Regions from separate parts of the Zea mays genome. Here regions 1 and 2 are each linked to region 3. Evidence: chromatin contacts called from public Hi-C data. All regions are on one chromosome and are shown on one strand. The core of a region is the stretch at or near the end of the contact, and the rest is flanking DNA. Distances in the headings are between cores, read along the strand shown.

The links. A called contact is a pair of places that touch in the nucleus more often than the background predicts.
Region 1: a contact with region 3 is called in a Hi-C map of ear, with 2.1 times the contacts expected there. The contact joins the promoter of LOC100382621 here to the promoter of LOC100278265 in region 3. A contact is called at or near these places in 3 of 25 Hi-C or Micro-C datasets (ear, leaf and tassel).
Region 2: a Hi-C map of ear shows a contact between it and region 3, with 4 times the contacts expected there. The contact joins the promoter of LOC100283951 here to the promoter of LOC100278265 in region 3. A contact is called at or near these places in 3 of 25 Hi-C or Micro-C datasets (ear, leaf and tassel).

What each region holds. Positions count from the first base shown.
Region 1 is chr10:17,614,696-17,619,286 of Zm-B73-REFERENCE-NAM-5.0, reverse strand. It overlaps LOC100382621, which reads left to right and starts at 1,527. Exons shown (of 3, transcript NM_001175346.1): 1 at 1,527-1,839. The coding sequence starts at 1,567. It overlaps LOC100284207 (glycine-rich RNA-binding protein 7), which reads right to left and starts at 1,344. Exons shown (of 5, transcript NM_001254914.2): 1 at 1,164-1,344.
Region 2 is chr10:17,682,972-17,687,386 of Zm-B73-REFERENCE-NAM-5.0, reverse strand. It overlaps LOC100283951 (nitrilase-associated protein), which reads right to left and starts at 2,169. Exons shown (of 3, transcript NM_001156849.2): 1 at 1,978-2,169; 2 at 1-197. The coding sequence starts at 174.
Region 3 is chr10:17,845,832-17,850,212 of Zm-B73-REFERENCE-NAM-5.0, reverse strand. LOC100278265 reads right to left here and starts at 3,080. Exons shown (of 3, transcript NM_001294252.1): 1 at 2,725-3,080; 2 at 2,522-2,589; 3 at 955-1,428. The coding sequence starts at 3,061. The coding sequence ends at 1,123. LOC100282332 reads left to right here. Exons shown (of 11, transcript NM_001155244.2): 11 at 263-845. The coding sequence ends at 450.

The sequences.
Region 1 (4,591 bases), core at 278-2,777, 230 kb after region 3:
ACAATTGGTAGAAAAAGTTTACTGCAATAGTTATAGTTTGTAAGAGCATCTCCAACAACGTAATCTATAAAAATGCCCTATAATTTAAAAATGAGTATATTTTATAGAATTTAGGGCACCAACAAAACATTCCGCTCGAATAGTAAAGCATCAAATCTAGATTATAGTACAGCACACTACGGTATAATTTTTTAACCAAATTTTATTAAATGAGGCACGGAGTAGTTTTTACTACATAGAGCCTCATATTTTTCAATTTAAGGCACAAATTTGAGGCATCGTTGGAGATGCTCTAACAGGCATTGATACCAAAGGGGCAATAAACAGTTGCCCACCATCTTGTTATAACAGAGGATGAAGGAAACATGCACCACTGCCTTGCTTGAAGCATAAAAAATGTGCTCAATATTTAAAAAAAACATAACTGTAGCGAGGATTCAAATTTCAAGTATAAACAGAGGCACTACTGTATGATGATAGTAATGGAGATGGTCATTAATTTTGACATGGTAACAAAATAAAAAAAAGTTTTCATAACACTGATCTGAGAATTTATTATTCATGGGGACATGGATATTGAGTGCTGTGGCATCAAGAAATAGACTAAGAAACAGCAGAAGCTTGGGTGTTAAACAGTAGTTGACTACAGCTACCTAATATACACCATTTAAACATTCTAATCGAAGGAAAACAAAACGAAAACATTCCATGTGCACCATAAAGACCCATACAACATGTGGACCAAATGGCTACAAACGTAAAAGGATGCTAGAAAAACACGCCGCGAGTAAAGTAGAGCAGCGTACTAATAGGAAGTTAATCACACATCGTAGAAGTTCGGAACCACGAAACCGAGCGATGAAGACGAAAAAAATGCGGGGATCCAGGTAAACCCTAACCACCGAGCCGTGCACGAGCGCGAACCACCATAAACGACCTACGTCCAAACTAACAATACACGAAATCATAAACACTAAAACACACTACTTCTACTCCCCAATCGCCCCCAACGAGTTAACGACGCAAGGAAACGAAAAGGACACGGATCGCCAACGCTAGCGGCATGGGGCGCATCATCCCGACGGGTAGCATCAACACGATGGAAAAACAGGCTGAAACAATAAATCGAAAATATATATAGCTACTAGGGTTTAAGCGCGCACCTGAGAGACGGAGGGGAACGAGGAAAGGGGTTTAGGGGCCGCGGTACGAAAGGCGGCGGCGGTGGCGGACGCTGGTGATGAGGGGAGGCGGTGGGCAAGGATGGTGATATAGGGCTCCTGGGAGCCACGCGGCCGTCCGATGGGCTCAAGCAATCAGCTGTCCATTCGATCCTTGCTATTCAACTGCTGCGGCGTGGGGGACGGATATTTTTTAGGCGGGGGTTACGCGTAACGTCGATGGCATGTGGGGTCTACATACGAGTTGATCGCAGTGTCAGTGTCAGTGGCTGGGCGGTGAGGCCGTGTCTCCCGGTCTGCAGTATCGGGCAAGCCTACGGGCCCAAACGGAAAAAGAGGACCTGAGCCGACTCCGCCGAGGTCGGTGGCGGCGGCGGCGGTGAGCATGGCCGCGCAGAGGGAGAAGTCCGCGGCCGTCGCGGTCGGCCCAGCACACGGCGCTGCGGTATCGGGGTCTCCTTCTCCTTCGTCCTCATCCGGAGGCCCGGCGGCGGCGTCCTCGTCGGGAGAGCGGTGGAGCGCCGCGATCGGGAACCTGGGGGAGCTCGGCGCCAACGTGGACGCGCTGCAGAAGATGCTCGGGCGGAAGGCTGTCTTCGTCGACGATGACATCTTCTCCAAGGCCTCCCTCGCCGCCGACCAGGCCCGCACCATTAAGGTATATACATACGTACTGTCCAGTCGTTGCTGCATCAGGCTATCAGCCCCTGTGGTTGTCCTCCCCTCTCTATGCTCGGCATCCGGGTTCAGCCGATGCCCCTCCCTGAAGGGCCGAGCGCGTAGATTCGGTCGCCTTCACTTTAATTGTGGAATTCACTGCTCATAGAGCAAGAGGGGATCTTGAGCTGGGTGTGATTTTGAGTGCTTCAATGTGATTCAGTTTTGTGCGACCTTGTGCCTCTTTGGCATAGGCTTGTCGAGCTAGGTAACTCTTCCTCATACAGTGACATGAAACTGGCTGGCCTTTTGTGGAACAGAAATTTTGATTTGTACAAAATCGGAATTCAGAAGTTGGTAAACTGGAATGCAAAAGATGGTACTTTGTGTTCCACTTTCGCAAATCGGATTCTTTGTTTATTGTGGTTCCACGAGACTGTGTTAGACTTTATACATCCAAAGGCGAGGACGAGGTTGCTGTTTTACTGCAATGAGCCAGCATCAGTATGATACGAGTGTAGTGTTATAAAGATAAATGTGAGCGGCTTGGACCTAAGCTATTGATCCAGTGACTTGAGGAATTAACACAAAAAAAAGACGGGGAACTTATGTGATGTGCCCATGTAGTGTTTACGAATTTATGTTCACTCAAAACTAGTTCCTTTGGACTTCCCGTATTTTCTCAATTTGGAGATATGGAAGACAGAATAACATAATCCTCACAAACAAAAGTTCATGTTATGCTGCTACGAGTTATTATTATGTGGTAACTTTGTACTTTTAGGTATGTTTGTCTTATGTTTTTTTTACAATAAGCTAAGAGTAGGAATAAGGAGTAAGAAAAAGTCTTGGACTTTGCGGTAGGTTTTAACCTGTTCGTAGCCAATAGTTTCTTTAGAAAGAGAGAATCTTATTTAGTGACCTATAGTAGTGGTCAACGTTCTAGTTAGATTGACTTTGTCTTCACAAGAAAAAAGGATAAACAAGTATGATTGGATTGTAAAGTGATACTTGAGGAGTGCGTTGATGCATGCCCGTAGGGATAAAAAAAACAAGATTACGTCCTGCTCGCCACCTCCGGTTGGGCCGTTGCAGAGTGCGCGGTGACGACCCGCTAGTGATGGAGGGCTAGGGTTCGTGGATTTTTTTGGACGGGATCATGTTTCTGTCTCTTCTTAATATAATATCGGGGGCGGTCTTTCCCTCCCTGGCTGAGTTTTTTTATTGTGGAATTAAGTTGATGAGCTACACTATAAAGGTATGTGAGAGAGTTATTGAGCATTGTCTCAGATGAATAACGAGGATCTATATAAACCAATTTGGCAAGTGATGGAGGAAGAACCTACACAGTGTTCAGCGACTTGGAGAATGGTTATGATAAATTAACAAGAAATGTTATGTGGTGGGGTTTTAGACAAACGTAACGTTCCAACAAAATATCTTGGACTCAACAAGGATATGAACAACAATGTTGTGACTAGTGTGCAAACAAGTGATGAGGATACGAATGATTTCTCGCATATAATAGGACTATATCAAGAGTAATTTTTAAGCCCTTACCTTTTTGCCTTGGTGATGGATGAGGTCACAAGGAACATACAATGGGATATACCTTGGTGTATGCTTTTTGCGGACTATGTAGCGCTAGTTGAGGAAAGTTGGGCGGAAGTAAATAGGAAACTAGAGTTGAGGTAGGAGACTGAAGTTTAAAGGTTAGACACAATAGAACTAAAATCGTATACATGAGATGTGGCTTCGGCATTACTACACCTGAGGAAGATGTTAGTTTGGAAGGTCAAGTAGTGAGCACGAGTGATGGGATATTGATGAAGATGTTAGCCATAGAATCAAAATAGGGTGGAGGAAGTGGCACCAAACATCTAGCCAGAATGTGATAAGACGATACCACATAAGCTAAAAGGTAAGTTTGGTAGGACGACGATTAGACCTGCCATGTTGTATGGTGCAAAATATTGTCCTACTAAAAGATGTCATGTTGAGTAGATAAGTGCTGCAAAAATTTGTATATTGTGTTGGATTTGTGGTCATACAAGAAGGGATTGAGTCTGGAACCATGATAAATGATGTGAATTTGTCGACATCTCAAAATGAAACACGTCAGAACAATATGGTTATTGATTTACATCATTCTTCGACAAATGGGAGAAGGAAGGTTAAGAAAGTGTCTGTAATCAATTCAATGAGATTGCAAAGTCATTAGTAAATCCAGATGCAAAATGATACGAGATGAAGTAAACTTCATACAGACAACAAGCTTTGACTATTTCTATTGACAATAAAATATCTTTTGGTCACTATAAACAACAACCCATATTTATGAAATGTATAAAAGCTTTGTTTCTTTATATCTTCAGAAGCTCTCTGCTACAGGTGCAGGTTACAAATGACCGATCCTTGTAGCGGCAGCACTATTCATCTATTTATAGGGTCAGACTGGTATACATTTTTATAAAAAGTTACAAGAACGCCCTTCCTATTATACAATACCTCTTAGCGACTAAGGAGGTACAATTATGTCTTTTTAAAGCAAAGACGTGGTGGCATACATGTCTTTTCTTCTCCCTAAGTATCTTCTTCTACTTCCATTTTTAAGATAGCTATGAAGGTAACAGGACCACCTTTTGGCTGGCTCTGTCTTTCAGCTTCGGTTCTGTTTCGTTGTGTCCAAAACTGCTCTTTCCTTACTTCAACTTTTCATCAACTACCTTTATCAGCTAGTCTGTAGCTCTGGC
Region 2 (4,415 bases), core at 920-3,419, 160 kb after region 3:
GTTTGATTTACTACTTTGAATACCAGCAGCGATATCTTTTAGTCTCTCTGCAGAGGATGGAGGAGTTGGCTTTTGAACTGGTGCAGGCTTCTCAAATGATTTTGGAGCTTCGTCACTGCCAAAGAGATAGCCCAAGGAACTCTGACCACCCCCACTGCTAATACCACGACCCATCTTATCGAAGTTATTCAATTAATCTGCAAAATTAGTTTCAAATGCTGAAAGTGTTATCCCCAGAGGAAGCAAAAAGCTCAAGCAGCACGCAGCACAATAATAATGTTCCAAAAGACACATCCATGCTTAAAATAACCAAAAGAAGTTCCACTGGTGCTCTTTTATTTGTAGCTACAAACACTTTACCGTAGAGCTGTTCTGTTGTCAGCATCTAGTGTGACTCGATTTCCTAAGGGCGTCCCCAACACACCTAGCTGTCCTGCTGCCCCAATTTCCATGTCAGCACACCAAACGGTAGTGTTGCAGGGTGTAAGAAGGACCTGCAGAAGCAGCATAGGCCTCAACTGACAGAAGGCCGAAGCACCAGCCAGGGCTCGCGTCGTGGGACCACGTCAAGAAGAGAACAACAGCAAACCAAGGAGATGGTGGACATGGAGCAGCAACTAACAGCAAATCAGTCTCCATCCATGGCTTCCGGCCAACGATGCCAGCAAATCGTACATGTCGGCAACGATAACCACAAGAATTTGGAAGAAAGGGCTAGAGCAGTTCGTCGACTCAACAAGGTCAATCCCAGCGAGGTGCGCAGGTCAAGGACCCAATGGCCAGCAGTGAGCCAGCTCCGCAGAGGATAATTGGAGTAGTATCTACCGGAGAGGATATGAAGGGATAGACATATTTTACATGTTAGAAGCCTAATTAAGTGGCTGCATGATTGATTGAAGGTGTCGGTGGGGCAGATTTGACTGGAATTTGGTGGGGATTGGTGCTGATCTAAAGCTTGCAAGAGCATGGGAAGCTGCAACTGCAATGGGGAAAGCAATATGTATGGTGGGACCAAGAAAAAAGGTACTGGCCGGGCCGTGCTCGCGTTGTATATGGAGTCGAGAGCAGCCTATCTGTCCGCGTCGCGAGTCCAGTGGTGTCAAACGAGTGTCCTCATCTATCTAAGTGGAGAATGAACTCAAATTGAGGCTAAAAACGCTGTTAGCTTGCATTGCTCGTGACCAAAGCTAAGAGGCACGTCTGCAATAACATAATACACATACAATGATTGCATATGGGTAGGCACATATTTTAAGCAATGTCGTTGAACCACCTACAGGGAATAATAAACTAGTGCCACACAAGCTTTGTTCAATTATTGGTTAAGAGAGAAGTGCTGCGCAGCTAAAGAAACTGGTCGGGTCCTATTGATGTATCCACCTCAACTCCCTCCTGATGGGTAGGTAAGTCACTGATAGCTGCAGCAAACAACAAATGATGACCTATAGAATTTCCCATCTATAGTGACACACGCAAGGCCAATTGGGCAACGGCACTGTTCCAACATGAATTCCATTCGCCGTGACACCGACAAGAGAAAACCTTACACACAAAAAGCAACTCAATATGCGGTGTACTACACAAATTCAGAAACAGATTCAGCGAATCTCTGAGCCTAATCCCGAATCCACGACAGGTAACTATGGCAAAGCCATCAACAGATCCCCGCCAAATCTTCAGGTTTGGGATCTGAATCCGCGTACTGCGAGCCCAGATCACAGCGTCTAGGCAGAGGCGATGCTCCAAGGCCGACACATTCCGTAGACCTCGAGCAACACATTCAGGCGAAGATCCTACCCCCATTCCCCCGATCCACAACAGCGAGAACCCGCGCACTGTGCCGCAGCACCAGGCAGGCCGTCCTAGTTAGACACGGAACTGCTGGACTCCGCGCCTAGAAATTCGAAATAAATTTCTACCGGATCGCGCGAATGGCGCGGGCCAACGCACGGGGTCAGATTTGGCAAGGGTACGCACCTTCGTCGCCGGATCCGGGAGGACGAGGCGGGGGAACCCGCGGCCACCACTGCTCGCTGCCCAGGAGAGGATGGCACGGAGCCACGGACCGCGGAGGGCCTCCCCTGGTTGGCTGCAACGTCTTATTTTAGAGGGTGGAGGTGGAGGAGGAGCTTGCGTTGCACACCCTCAGGTATTGATTTCATCGTCGTTACCTTTTTTGACATTGACAAAGTAACCGCCCAAATGGTGATGGATGGTTTACTACAGGGGCAGGTAGGTAGAGGTAGGGGTGCATATGCTTCCCTTAAAAAACTAAAACCAATGATTTCATTTTTTTACTATTACTATATATACACATTCAATGATATAGGTGGTAGGTAAGGGTGCAAATACATTTCCTAAAAAAACTAAAATCAATGGTTCCAATTAAATTTATAATTTTACTATATATATATATATATATATATATAAATAAATTATATGATATAAGGCTCTATTTCAATCTCAAGAGATAAACTTTAGCAGCTTTTTTAGCTACTTTTAGCCATTTGGTGATCTAAACATGAGAGCTAATGATGGTGTGATAAAATTTAGCACATATTATCTCATATGCTGCTCAAGGGGTGCTTAAAGGAGCTAAATGTGGACCAGGGAACCCCATTTTCCACCAATACCCTCTAACCTCATTCTCTCTCCGCATTAGGAGCATGAGTGTCTTTTTATTTCAATATGCTAAACTTTATTAGAGTAGTCTAAACACCCCAAGGAGCTAAACTTTAGCATTTCAATTCATATAGCTAAAGTTTAGTAGGAAACTAAAATTTATCCCGTGAAATTGAAACAGGGCCTAAGTCTATGCACCACAAGGTAGACACATCTCTGATTTGATTTTGCGGAGTGTGTGTACCACATCGACAAATCACAACAGCTTGGATCGAGTACGATGTGCTTATATGAGAAGCACACGTACTCTAATTTGCTTAAACTTCGCTAGTGATTTACAAATTATTACAATGACATCAATTTATGTGGCTTTAGTGAAAATTAGTTGTTTGAATGGTTAATAATATTTTGGTGGATTGATTTTAATATGGTAGAACCTTTTCGATTGATTCGTCAATGCATATTTAGATTGTTATGTTTGTTAGTTTTTGTTGGGACCTCTCGAAATTTTGAAAGAACAACAATAGGATAACATGATTAAGTTGTTAGATCCCCTACTTTGGAGAAGGAAGGTCGTGTAAGGATCATTTACCCTCATTATCAATCGATGATTAAAATTCTTCTCCCTCGATTATCCTTATGTGAGACAAGCAATGATTTAAGGAAAAGCATTTGTCGTAAGACAAGGTATGATTCAGGTATAAATGAATGAATAGCAAATACATATATGAATAATGGTAAGAACTTGGATAACAGAATTAAACCATATGCTTAATGTTAACTCGAGATGATACAGATTAAATATTCCACGAATGGCGACCATTCTTGTGGTCGCACTATTCACCTATTTATTTGGATCCATTTCCTATACAATCTTATGTACAATTAGATTTTAATCGCTCCCTCTCACGTAGAAATGTTTCACATTTAAGAGTGTATATTTTCATCATTTTACTATATTGACATGCCATAGCACTGGTTATTGTTATAGATTTAGTCTTTGTATCCTCAGCAGGCGGGTCTTTAACATATTGTGTAACACCCTAAATTTAGGGGTATAAAATTTATTTCCTAATATCCACCATATTTAGGTGTTACTCTCTACTTTCTTTACTTTTCTTCTCTTTTTCCAAAAATGGAGAATTATTTTGTGTTATATTGGCATAAACATAATGGAATGAGCCCTAGAGGCGCTTTGGTTGTTGCATTCATGTCGTTGCACGGTGTTTCTAAGTGCAAAATATGATTGAAACATGTTAGTTTATCCTATAGAAGCACTTGGTAGATTTTCATATTTTTGGAGTATTTTTCTATTTTCCAGAAACCAAAATCTATTTATTTGAGGTAATTAATAATGTTTTTAGAAACTCTAAGTATGTTTTTGAGTTCATTAGGAGCCAAAACATTTATAGGAATTTTTCTGGAATTTTTGGAAGCATCTATAATATTTTGAGCACAAAATTTGGATTTCTGGTCTTTTCCGAATTTTATAAATGGTAAAATCAAATTTTCATCTCGTCCGAACCCTAGATATATATACATGCCCGACTTCTCCTCGTTGAGCCCGTTCTAGAGTACGAAACGGTTTCCCCCAAATTCGATTCCTAGCTCCCGGAATTACTCGCCGAAGTTCGGAGCGGTTCCAACTCCAGCGAGCAATTACTCCCAATCTGTGCATCATCTGTGGAATCAAAGGATACCACTGTGTTCGTCTCGTCTAGGGCTTCGTCGCGGCGCATCCGGTTCATCGACCGGACCTCCAAATCTTCGTCAATCGAAGGATTTCTCCTCGA
Region 3 (4,381 bases), core at 1,831-4,330:
GTCATCATTTGTAATTATCCAATACCACGTACAGTTTGAAGCCTGAATCTGGTGCTGGTGTTGCTTACCTGCCTTTTCACATTGGAACCATTTGGTTGAGCTGGTATCTGACTAAATTATGATCTGTCCTTGAATTACACATGGATGGAACCAGGGTTTGGTCTAATTCTAGCATGTAGCCTGCCCAATCTAGGCCGTAACATTTTTCAATGACGTTGGTGTCGGTTTGCTGCATACCTAACCTAATCAAATTGTTTCGCAGGTGAATCTATTCCAGTGAGGCTGTTCCTGACACCCTATGAGTTGACCCCGACTTACCGCAACATAAACAACAAATTCAGCGTCAAGTATTACCTGAATCTGGTCCTTGTGGACGAGGAAGATCGGAGGTACTTCAAGCAGCAAGAGATCACAATGTACCGTCTCCAAGAATCTCCCCCTGCCTCCTAGATCCCAACCTGTTGCATCATGTTCACTTCTCAGGTTTTGTACAAGTGGACGCTGAGGTTAGAGCAATGTCCTGTATATAAACTAAAATCCAGAAGAGCGCCACAGCTGGTTACTGCTATGGCCATGCACGCTGCACTGTCGTGTTCATTGTTTATGTTTCGTTGTTCTTTCCCTTGAGTATGACGCCACCTTGATAGCCCGGGGTAGAATTACCTGCCTATATTTATCGTCCTTGTGGTCTGCAAGAATCATGACGTTATTACTTAGGCACTTATTCATCTTACTATCTGGAAGTGATGTGATTTGTTTTGGTAAGTCGAACGATATAGATTTATCTGTGTTTCATGCGAAATGCACTTAATCTTGGTTGTTGATCAATTCATTAGCTTTTCTCAGCTCGTCTACACCTACTTATCAAGCTGTTCATCTAGGTATCCAATTCCTTGACTGTTGTGATGCTATCAGAGTACAATGGAAGTCTTATGGATGGCACACAACTCCAAGTTATGCTGCTTGATTTTTATTGCAAAAACGCAATCCATGATATCATGTCAGTTCTAAAACAGCAACAAAACACAGCCCACAGCAATCTACTGCATTAATTATTATTTTTGCGGCCCATAAATACTATGCCTATAAACCTGAGCCACTCCGTTCGCTATTCCACTATAGTCAAGCCAGGAGCCAGAAATCCCTCTGCCGCCTGGTGGTGATGAGGTAGCCGCCCCCTCGCCGGCTCTTGCGCCGGACGGCCAGCGCCATGCACGCCGCGTGCTGCACGCAGTAGTCGGCGGCGCTGGTGTAGCCGCCCCCGCCCCCGCCCTTGACGCCGGCGATCCACATGGACAGCAGCCGCCACGTGACGGACCGCTTCTTCTGCCCCACGACGAGGAGCGAAACGCCCTGCTTCCTCGCCGCCTCCACTATCGCCGGCCCCCGGTCCTTGCCGCCCTCCGCCAGCGAAAGTTCCACGCACACCTGGCAGAACAAACACATTATCAGCAGCTTGCATTGGGCACACAGGAGCCAGGAGGCATCCTCCAAGTCAAGCTGGAAATGGGGTGGGGGGACATGATCGATCCTGTCTAGGACGACATGCCTGTACCCCTTTGATGATTAGCACATGCTGCCCCCCCGCTCCCGTTGTTAGCTGTCTGATCTTTGCTTGCGATGGCAGCTCTGTGCTGTTGGCATCTCTCTTTCCCCTTTGATCTGACAGTAACAGGGCCCGCCCCTCTTTTCTTTGCACTGTTTCTGTTTGACATGGAACGAACGCCATGTCTCGTGGGCGTTCCAACGACCTACCACCTGTATGTCTCTATTTATACGGGAATTTCCATCTGCTAACTCACTGCTCGATGGACACTTCTTCGTCTATATATGGTACCCAAAGGTTAAAAAAATGCCATGGAGTGACCCTCCTGAGGTGTCGGCAAAGAGTTTTACAGCATCAGATTCAGAGATCTGTGATGTCACTCCACATTACTCCAGCAACGAAAGGTACAGTCTTGGACGTTTCCACGAATCGCACGGATCAGTAAACAGTGGTCCTTGTTTGGAAACACCACTGTTTACTGATTAGGCAACACGATAAGTATCTGTCAAGAATACTTGTTATCGTAGGTACGCAGACATGCCATGCGTCAACAACTGAATCTTACTATCGTACATTAATTGGATTCTGTTGCATGTACGCACCAAAGAGAACGCAACTTGTTCAACACATACTACTTGTTGTACCATCCCAAAGAGGTCAATTATTTGGGAGGAGGAAGGACCAGGGTACAGTTATTATGGGCTATGGGATGGATGCCATCAGATCAGGGACTCGACAGTCGCTAAGCCATTGAATGCGTACCAGTTGTAGCTTTGGAACGCCAACATCAATGCCAATCTTAATCTTTGACGTCACATTTAGTTAGGTGATGTTTGAATGCACTAAAACTAATTAGCTAAAAAAATTGCTAGTGTAATCAGCTAGTTAAATATTAGTTAATTTGCTAAACAATATCTCATATCTAAACTATTAGCTAGAGGATGTCTTCAGCTAATTTTGGTGCTGGTTAGTTACCTCTGGTCTCTTGGCCTGGCAGATGCTCCTCAAGGCCTCCAGGTGCGGACTCCCTCTCGGATCGCGTCCTGATCGAGACGACCACGCAACAAAAACAAGGAAGAGCCATCTCCCTCTGTTTTCAAGCACGCGACGGAGCCTGTACTGTAACCAGCAGGACTTAAAATAGATGGTTATTGGTCACACGCAGCTTACGCACGTACGGTTCTTGCCGCTGGCGACGTCGAGCAGGACCACCGTGTCGCAGGGCCGGACGGCGTGCGACAGCGCCCACTGCAGCGCCGTGCGGGCCTCCTCGCCGCCGCCGTCCGCCGCCGCCACCATCACCTTCCTCCCCACGACGACGGCCTCTGCGCTGCCCTTCTCGTTAGCCTCCTCCCACTCGTCCTTTTGCTTGCCATCCTTTAGGGACCTGCTCTCTCCGCCGCCGCCGCCGCCGCCGTCGTCCTTGTTGGCGCATATCGATGGAGGCGCGGCGGTGGACGCGGTGCCGCCGGACCTGATCCGGTGGAGGCAGAAGGAAGAGAGCGGCCTGGACATGGAGGATGCTCGCTCGTTTGCAGGGCGAGTGTGTGTGAGTGAGCTTATTATTCAGCGCTCTCAGTCTCAGGTGAAGAGAGAGGGCAGAGTGCCAGAGTGGCATGGCGCAGACCAATTAGTACCGGCTGGCATGTGGGCCCGGCGCAAGTGTAGGGGCAAAACCGTAAGAAGTACTCGGCGAACTGGTCAATGATCAATTTTACGTTGGCTGGTGGGTGGTGAGACTGGTGACTGGTGCGTGCGCCTTTTCTTTTCATTTAGCTATATTCTATGCATTTTTGCCTTTCCCAGCTGATGAGGGGGCCTCATGCAGCAGGCCGTTCCCAGCTGTGCGACGAAAATCATCAGGTGAATTTGGTACTAAATTACATTCAGTTAACCACAGTTGAATTGATTAATTAACATACCGACCCCTTTATAATAATAAGCTGAGCACAGCATCATGCATGCCCAATAAACAGATCTTTACACAATAATTTAACAGATTTACCATCATATATATGTACACATTATCTAAACCTGAAATTTCAAACGTGTGCTGTCTATATATTTCTTTGGTACGTAATCCCTATATATCAAACAAATCATGCACTAATTTAGGGCATTATTCTGTCAGTCAATCATCATGGCCCACACACGGATCTTAGCTTCAAATAAATCCTTATCTTATCCTAGCCTTTTTTGTTTGGCCAGAAAGGGCTGGCAGTGTGGCATGATTTGGTGACAAAAATGCAGGCATGTTTTGACAGTGTGTGTGTCCTCATCATTGCCATCTACATCAATATATAAATATATATATGTGTGTGCACATATTCCGTTTGTCTGCGTTAATTACATCACCGACAAGGCCGGCACAGCTCTGGGCTTGTTGCTATGCGTGCACTCATGACAGCACCATAGTACACGGGTCCTCATCTGGTGGGTTTCTTTGTGATCGATAGATAGCCGTGATAGTACGTAGTGTGGTTTTCTTTTGAACAAAAGTTGCATTTTGATAGCGGCATCATGATGGCACTTTTCACATAAGAGTCAGATGTGGCACTAGAAGATGGACATTTGAATTGTGTTGTGCCACTTTTAGGCTCTGTTTGTTTTTTCTCATAGATTATATATAAACTGGATTCTAGTAGAATAATAGTAGGAAAAATATTACTTTAGAACCATAAATAAGCTAGGTTCCAAAATAATATTTTATCTACCTATCCTTTCATCATAATCCAATTTATATAATTTAGAAGGGAAATAAACATATCGTTAGCATAAAAGAGAGAGCGGCTAGGTTGTAATCATCATCAACAACCCCAGGGTTCCACTTACATG